Linked DNA regions of Mus musculus: all the other regions are linked to region 3. A link is a contact called in public Hi-C and HiChIP or PLAC-seq data. All regions are on one chromosome and are shown on one strand. Each heading gives the region's core, a stretch centred on a gene start, on an enhancer-like site or on the middle of the called end of the contact. The rest is flanking DNA. Distances are from core to core; before and after follow the strand shown.

Region 1 (2,848 bases), core at 278-2,777, 250 kb before region 3:
AGAAGATATAGACAGGAAGAGTTCCTATATTTTGCACATGTAAATATTTTTAATACTGAGAGAAGGAATACACACTTATAGCTATTTCTGAATAGAGAAAGAAGGAGTGCCTCTGTTACGATGTTCAGGCAACTTGGCTTTCTTCTGTGCTCCAACCATCACTTCATGGAATGTGCAAGAATAGTAGGTAGCTTGTTCTGTTTTAAGGCCCAGATCAACCCTAGAAGCAAGTATGCCAACATTGGCTAACTGTGGACTACAGGAATATGGGTGATCACTATTTTTTTTTTTCATTTGGACTTTTCTGCATATTCTAGTTAAAAATAATTGCACATCCAAGGGTAAGTGGTATGGCAAATGCATAAAGATGTGGACCTGGAGCACACGTCTTGGGTAAAGCACACATAGTAGTGAAAAAATCAGGTGAGCTATTGAATGTGGCACACTGACAAAATGGTGATACGGGAAATAAAAAGTACAGCAGCTCACAGCTAGGATGACCATGGCTCTCGGCCTGTCTGCAGAGAGACTTCTTCCAGCGCTGTTTCCTCTGAGAGTCAAGGGAGTGAGCCGAGCCCCAGGGCTGGGGTCACGCAGACTTAGACTTAGGGTGCCAATAACTAAGACGTGGGGCGTTAGTTAATGAGTTTCTAGTCCCTTCCATGAAATGGGAACCAAAGTCGTGTCAAGGGACAGGACGGGATGGGATGATGAAGCAAAGTCCCCAGAAGTGGACACAGGAAGTCCAGCAAACAGCGACTGCACGTAGATCAGGAAGGCGTGGCCTTGGGTCCAGGATGGAGCCGATTTGGGAGAGATTTTTTCTTACCCTTGGGTTGCCTTTTACCCTGCTAAAGGGTTTTAAACGGCTGTGTGGAAACGAAGAAAGCCGGTCACCAGTCATCTGAGAGACTGTACTTGATTGTGACATTCTTTAAGAGTTTCAGGTCTAGAAACAGTTGTTTTTTTTTTTTTTTAAATCACCACCACTACCCCCTTAAAGATCCAGTTATCGGTTGTTTTTTTCTTAAGTTTGTATGCACAAAATAATGGGCTTCACATTTTCATACATGTTTATTTTTGCACTTTGCTCATATTTGACTCCCTAACTGCCCCCTACCCCAGATGGTTCCCTTCCTCCCTACAAATAGTCTCCTTTCTGCTCTCACATCACGTGCGTGTGCGTGTGCATGTGTGTGTGTGTGTGTGTTTACATCTATACTCAGAATATGAAACAAGACAAAGCAATGTTTTGTTTTCTCTCACTGGCCTCTCTTGTTCCTCCCTCTTCCTTCGCTTTAGACACCTTCCACCCCCTGAGACAATCCCTCTCTTACCTCCACCTATCAGAAGGGACTTTTTACTCAGTTGTGTTGAAAACCCAAGCTTTAAACCTGCCTCCCGGCTGCTCCATTGGAACGTGCTACAGGGGATCTTGTTCCACCCAACCAGCTCCAGGGAGGGGTAAGCACGCACCGCACCGCTGGATGGTGGGACGTGCTGAACATCAGGGGAACAGAGTGAGGCGGAGTTAAGCACGTGCTGTGACTAATCAAGGCCAGCCTGGGGTGTGGCTGTCGTGAAAGAAATCACTACCCTATGGGCCCCCAGTTCCTCACAGCCTGAGAAAACAGTCTTGACTCCCAGGGAGCGTTTATCCAGCGGTGGGTGGGGTTGGGGTGGGGATGGAGCTGCAGGTATCTCAGCCCAGTTTCCAAGCTGCCCTGCTCCCAGCACGTTTGTTCAGGACAGGGCACACTGCTGCAGCGTCTAAAGTAGCCCAGGGGAAACCCCACATACAGGAAGCTAGTAGCTCATCCCAGAAGCAGTCAGAGCGCGGCGCCCTCTACTCTGACCTGGGCACTTCCCAGGCATAGCAGCCCACACTCCTTCCTGAATTTTCAACGTGATTTGGCAGTGCTTGTAGGAAGATTCCTAGCCCAAGGTACTACGATTGGCACCGGTAACTTCTACAGTACTGACTCTTCACTAAGTGTGATTTGTTGTATTTTATCTTATCAAACTAGAATAAACTTTATCGGTTGGAAGGGAGTTGCAAAAATAAAAGTAGATAAACAGACACATTGAAAGAAAGAAAGAAAGAAAGAAAGAAAGAAAGAAAGAAAGAAAGAAAGAAAGAAAGGAAGGAAGGAAGAAAGGAAGAAAGAAAGAAAGAAAGAAAGAAAGAAAGAAAGAAAGAAAGAAAGAAAGAAAGAAAGAAAAGAAATGCCCTCACCTAATACGGAATTGAATGGTATCTGCTCTAAAATGTGTGTCCACTCAGAACCTGTGAATGGAAACAGAGGATCCTCAGAAAGAAGAAGAAGAAGAAGAAGAAGAAGAAGAAGAAGAAGAAGAAGAAGAAGAAGAAGAAGAAGAAGAAGAAGAAGAAGAAGAAGAAAACTTGGTAAACACCAAGGACACCTGATTATAGTTGAGATTTTAATAATTATGCATCAATGGTAGCTTATAGCTAATTAGTATGAAAACTAAGATTTAGTAATAGAAACTGCATGCAGGGTATAGGGAAATTTCCATACCATGTGGGCTATTTTTATGTATATAAAACTACCTTAAATTTAAGTTTACTCTTAGAATCTACATGATTGTCAGTGTAAATGAGGGTAGGGCCATTAGGCACGGCCATGTTTGTAGGATGCCCTATTCCCCTCTAAACAATGAAAATCCTGGTAACTCCACCCACTCCAGTTTCCTAAGCACTAGAATTGAAAGAACTAGCCACATTTTCAATAACAGAGAGGGACAAAATCTATTTTATTTTTTCCCCTGTGTACTAGCGATATAAAAATAAAGCCACAGTGCACAGAGCAATCGTCACATTAATCTT
Region 2 (2,700 bases), core at 189-2,688, 210 kb before region 3:
CAAACACTCAACCCTTCCAATTCCCAGCGCACTGTGCTTTTTTCTTTCCTTTTCTTTCTTTTTCTTTTCTTTTTTTCATTTTCTCTTTCTTTTTCTGCTGCAGCCGCCTTACCTTCCAGGAAGCCTTTGGTTTAGAATAATATTTACATGTATTTGCATTTCTTTTGTACACACAGATGGGGGGATGGTCATGGCGGAGAGTTTTGCTTAGAAATGAAACCGCTTCCTGGGCCGGTACACAAAATGCTATTCCAATTGCCAATTTCAAATCCTGAAGCAACTCAGTTCAGCTCAAATCCAGGTGATTTCTCTCACGCTCCCTCAGTCCCAAAGCCCCCGCCCCTGCTTTTTCCATGGCTGCTTTGTCATTCTCCACATAAGGCAGGGGTGGGCAAGCTCTATTTGTTTTGGTCTTATACAAACTGGAAATGTTTCCTCCTGCAATCTTTCATGGTTTTTAGTCATTTTTAGAGAACTCTGTGGGCACCCTCTGGTGGCTGACTAGAATTTTTGCCTACAAAAATCAAGAGTTTGACTGAGATGGCTTAATCTCACTAACAGTCCTGATCTTTGGCTTTCCGTGGAACAGCGTGAGTTTCTCTGAGAAGTTAGTTCATCGCATGAAGCATGAGAGACAAGCATGCAGCAGTTGGTTTGAAACCCGCTGAGGAGAAAGGTGCCGTACAAAAAAATGCTAGCGCTAGGTGCTGCCATGGCTTGTAGGTTGCAGTGTTGCCAGGCCAGCCTGGGTACATGGGATGAAAGGTGACCTTCTGTGGGCTCTTGGAAGACTTAGCTTCCACAGGAAACACATGCACAGCACGCAGAGCACACACACACACACACACACACACACACACACATGCTCCCTGGGTGACAGCTGTGATGGACGGTAACAACGGAACAATGGCTGACTCCTTTTTTGTTTAAAACCAAAAGAGAATTAAGTCAAGCCAAAGAATGATATAAGGGAGGTTGGGAGGTCAGCGGAACTGGAAAGGTCCCAGGAGAAGGGTAAATCAGGAAGACTAACGCTTGACTTCCTTAGACCTGCTCAAGAGAGCAGCGGCTTTTGAAAACCCCTCAGGTCTTTGGAGAATCCTTGGGGTGGCTGGGGAGGTCGAAACTAGCTTTCGGGAAGAATTATGCGGCCCTCCTACCTGATCTCTCATGCCCTTGAGCCCTGAAACCCTGGGGGTTTGATAAGTACTGCAGCTTTGTCAACAAAGACATCAGCTTCGTTTCCTTAACTCTTTCCCAAAGATTTAATTAGTCTCAGGATATTCACCGGAGTCAGTTAATGTCACCTTCATATTGTGAGCAGAGGTGCACAGGGGTTAAACATGAGTGTGACTTCAGGGACTCTAGGAGGCAGCTCCACTGCCCTGGTGCCCCGGAATCTCCCCTGCCGTGGCCTCAGTTCTCAGTTACCACCCATCATGCACTTTGTCCCTCTGCACAAGCGGCAGAAGTGAAAGCCAGCAGGACAAGGTTTCATGGAAGGGCACTCTGGGAGAAGCAATGTCCCAGCAGGCCCTAGAAGCCAGAAAGACAGCCCAGCTGTTCAGATCCCAGACCACACAGTCTTTAGGCCTCGCAGCATCTTTTACCTGCAGACAAAGAGGCATTGTCTACCAGGACAACTTCCTTAAGGAAATTATTTTCATGTGCTCTGTTTCACAGCCAGAGCCCAGGGCAAAAAGGAAGTCCCAGTTCCAGCAAGCTGTCAGTCACGCTGCTCCCGCTCCCAGGATTGGGGTAACAGCTACTTCTCAGCCAGGATGCATTTGAGAGTGCTGTGTGCGAGGGTGGAACAATGTCTTGGGTGGGTATTCCAGAAGCTGAGGTATGATGACTGAGCAACAATGGCACCGTGACCACACCTGTGGGAGCAGACGAAGCTTAGCCGCCCTCAGAGACACCCTGAAATCCACTGAGCTGAACCCGGTGAAACCTCTCCTTCACTTTCTGTCTCTGGTCTGTGCTTCCAGTAAAATGAAAATATCATTTCATGGCTGTTGTGGACCACACTCAATCTGGGCTGTATCGACCATCATGCTAATTGCAGCCAACAATACTTGCTGAGTACAGGCATCACCTTTTATACAGATTAGATTAACTTACTCATTTTCATGACAACCAAATGTTCCCCATTTTAAAAAAAAAAAGGATACCAAGCAAGGAAGTGAAATGCCTGGCCCCACTTGGGATGATGGTGGTTAAACATGAGTTCATTCAGGGTTCATTCAGGCTGATGGGCACCAGGCCCTGAGCTCTTCACAACCACTGCTGCTATTCCTTGAAGCCCTGTGTGGCAAGCTCAGTTACCCTTTGCAGAAGCCTGCATATGGTATGTGCTGTAATCATTCCCAGCTAGTGATGAGACCATAGAGAAAGTAAACAAGACTACACTGCTAGCAGAGGGAGAGACAGAGTAAAGCCAGTGTTTTCAGTCCTTGGACCTGAGGGCAGGCAGTTAAGAGCACTTGCTGCGCTTTGAGAGAAGCAGAGTTTAATCCCCAGCAGCCATGTGAGGCAGCTCTCAGCCACCTGTAACTCCAGCTCCAGGGGATCTGACATCCTCCCCAGGCCTCTGAGGGCACACAGTCACATTCTTACAGACACATAGACACACACACACACGTAGATAAAATAAAAATAAATCTCAACTAGTAAATAGTACAGAGGGACTCTGGTATC
Region 3 (2,752 bases), core at 79-2,578:
CAGCCCAAAGCATAGCCTTTCAGACTGCTTTTTCCCCTCCCACCCTGTGACTCCTGTGGTTCTGTCTGCAGATTCTCATAGAACGTGAAATCAGGGAAAATGTAGTCAGCTCCAGGGCACAGAACCCAATGCTGGTGAGAATCTAGAACAAAATGTTTAGTGAGTGACTAGAGAGTGTTTAAAAACTAAGACAGTTAGCATTCATTATATTTATGCCACAGGAAGCACACAGAGTATGCACACAGAGTCACCACATTTCACCCTTACAAGGCTCCACCACATGCCCTGGTCTTGTCAGTGTCAGAAGAGTCTTGAACCTAGACTCCACACTCTGAGCCAGCCCGCTACGCTCCTTTCTACAGAATCTGAGAGCAGGAAGGACAAGCTATGCTAATCTTAATAAGTCTTTACATGGAAAATCCAAACTGGCAGATCTGAGGAACAGGACATCTGGCTTCAGCAAAAAAATAATAAAATAAAATATAAATAAATAAATAAATAAATAAATAATTAAAATTATGGGATGGTAGGATTCAATGGCTAACTAGAAGGGAAACCTTGAAAGAGTGTGTGGGGCACAACTATGAGAGCTGAAATTCCAATGCAGAGCTTGGAGCACACTGACTTCTCCATGACACTTCTGTGAGCCTTGTGATTTCTCCACATGGGAATCCAAGCAACAGAATGTTCCTTCACACCCGTGCCGTTTGTTACACCCAGTCCTGTCTCCTTAGTCAGCTGGGGACTGTTGAAGCCTGCTTCCCCAACATAGCTGTAGCCATTTTGTTCCAGGCCTGCCAGTCAGTCCATACTGCTGTTGTAATCTGCCTGCCAGGTATTTCATATTGTTGCTGTAATACTGACATAGAAAAATAGCTTGATTCAGAGCAGGGTCAAGCTGACCGCATACCCTATGTTCCACAACCATAACCTCACTCAGGACCAATCAAAAGAGAGGTCAGTTTGAACTGTTATGTCCTAACTATTAAAAAACAAACAAACAAACTCTTGGAAAAAGGCCAACCACCCAGCAGCCATCCCTGTACGGGTTGAGAGTTCATTATGGTTTTTCCATATAAGCTGGCCCTGGGAAATATTCATGGTCCAATCTTAGCTCCCAAGGCTAAGCTATGACCCTGATCGATCAGTCTTGGGGAGTGCATTCAATAAACCAGCCTTGTTTAACTGAAACTGGAGTCTGAGTAGTTTATGTGGCAATTCCTGAACCCCAACAGAGACCACGTGAAAACTTTTGTCCAGAGAGCAGCAGAAAGTCACTGGATGCGCCAGAGCTAGAAGCTGTTCCCTGGAACCAGCTCAAACCTGTCTTTGTTAGGAACTGGGTACAATCGGGGCCATGTGAGTTTCTTAGCCTCACCTGCCCCAAACAGTGGCTTAGCAACAAACCACAGATCAAGGCAGGGAGGGAGGGGGAAGTGGAGATAAGATAGTTTATCACACAGATAAGAGAGGGAAACTCCAGCTTGCCTCAACCAGTCTTTCAGGAGCTGAAAAGCCACAAACCCTTTGAAGCTTTGCTTCCAGACAAAAGGATTTGTCAGGAATGTTCCCTAAGTACAAGAGTGTTGGCCTAAGATTGCCTCGGTACTTTGAGTTTAAGATTTTTGTTTGGTTCTGTTGTTGTTGTTGTTGTTGTTGCTGCTGCTGCTGCTGCTGTTTGGGTTTGTTTTGGTTTGGTTTGGTTTTGGTTTTGGTTTTGGTTTGCAAGTTTAAAATCAGCTCAGAAAACTGAAAACTAGATCTTAAAAGTAACAAACCACCATGCCTCAATCCAACCTCGAGCAGCCAAGTTCAGCCCATCACAGGCTGCCAATGAGTCCAAAGCTGAGCTGCCATATGGGTTCTTCCTAACTCCACTCCTGTGTGTATGGGAGGAGGGGTACGGTAAAGACACTGCCTGAATAAAAAACAAGAAATGAAAAAGGGCATGACTGTTCCTAGGCATATTAGATGGGAAGGTTTATTATAGATAGGAGACACAACAAAACTAGAGGCAGACATATCTGTGAACATCCAGAATGAACAGGACCCTGAGCCAAGTCATGTGAGGAGAAGGGGGAGGAGAGAAGAGAGCCAAATCAAGAGACCTGGAGGGTAAAGGTCAAGTAACCAAAATGGCTGAATTATATAGGGAAGAGCAGCCCAGCCCCTGGGCTACAGAAGTTTAGGGTAGGGGACAGGCTATGACATCCATACCCTATAACAGGTAGGGACTGAAGAACGCTGGGAGAACCTGATTGTCCTTTGATGTGTTCAATAGATACCTCAGTTGGCCATTTGTCCTAGGTTTCAAGCCTGTAGTGGTTTGAATGAAAATGGATCCCATAGGCTCCTAGAGAAGAGCACTAACTAGAGGGTGTGCCTTGTTGGAGTAGGTATGGCCTAAAGGAAGTGTGTCACTGGGGTGGGCTTTGAGATTTCAGATGCTCAAACCAGGCCGTGTCACTCTCTCTTCCTGTTATCTGTGGATCCTGATGTAGAACTCTCGGCTCCTTCTCCAGCACCATGTCTGCCTGCATGCTGCCATGCTTCTCACCATGGTGAAAATGGACTGTACTGGCTAGTTTTGTGTCAACTTGACACAGGCTGGAGTTATCACAGAGAAAGGAGCTTCAGTTGGGGAAATACGTCCATGAGATCCAGCTGTAAGGCATTTTCTCAATTAGTGATCAAGGGAGGAGATCCCCTTGTGGGTGGTGCCATCTCTGGGCTGGTAGTCTTGGTTCTATAA

The links. Hi-C and Micro-C count contacts between places; a contact is called where the count stands out from the background. HiChIP or PLAC-seq counts read pairs in DNA pulled down with a chosen protein or histone mark.
Region 1: an H3K27ac HiChIP or PLAC-seq map of thymic regulatory T cells shows a contact between it and region 3, with 5 times the contacts expected there. The contact joins two enhancer-like sites. A contact is called at or near these places in 2 of 484 Hi-C or Micro-C datasets (embryonic stem cells and trophoblast stem cells), 5 of 115 datasets of contacts at active chromatin or transcription factors (embryonic stem cells, extraembryonic endoderm stem cells, thymic regulatory T cells and 1 more) and 1 of 9 other capture datasets (embryonic stem cells).
Region 2: a Hi-C map of liver shows a contact between it and region 3, with 1.9 times the contacts expected there. The contact joins two enhancer-like sites. A contact is called at or near these places in 13 of 484 Hi-C or Micro-C datasets (the HPC-7 cell line, Th1 cells, cranial neural crest and 8 more) and 2 of 115 datasets of contacts at active chromatin or transcription factors (T-cell acute lymphoblastic leukemia and embryonic stem cells).

What each region holds. Positions count from the first base shown.
Region 1 is chr12:54,315,579-54,318,426 of GRCm38.p6, forward strand. No RefSeq gene overlaps it. Among named protein-coding and RNA genes, the nearest start is that of Gm35895, 34 kb to the right of the region's middle. Within about 2 kb of position 1,528, at least 95 of the 459 cell types and tissues checked have an H3K27ac peak or open chromatin away from gene starts, as enhancers often do. A contact at or near this core is called in thymic regulatory T cells, where this site is marked.
Region 2 is chr12:54,352,968-54,355,667 of GRCm38.p6, forward strand. Gm35895 (a long non-coding RNA gene) reads left to right here. Exons shown (of 3, transcript XR_381605.3): 3 at 177-272. Among named protein-coding and RNA genes, the nearest start is that of Gm35895, 3.5 kb to the left of the region's middle. Within about 2 kb of position 1,439, at least 24 of the 459 cell types and tissues checked have an H3K27ac peak or open chromatin away from gene starts, as enhancers often do. A contact at or near this core is called in liver, where this site is marked.
Region 3 is chr12:54,567,348-54,570,099 of GRCm38.p6, forward strand. No RefSeq gene overlaps it. Among named protein-coding and RNA genes, the nearest start is that of Gm40425, 19 kb to the left of the region's middle. Within about 2 kb of position 1,329, at least 59 of the 459 cell types and tissues checked have an H3K27ac peak or open chromatin away from gene starts, as enhancers often do. A contact at or near this core is called in liver and thymic regulatory T cells, where this site is marked.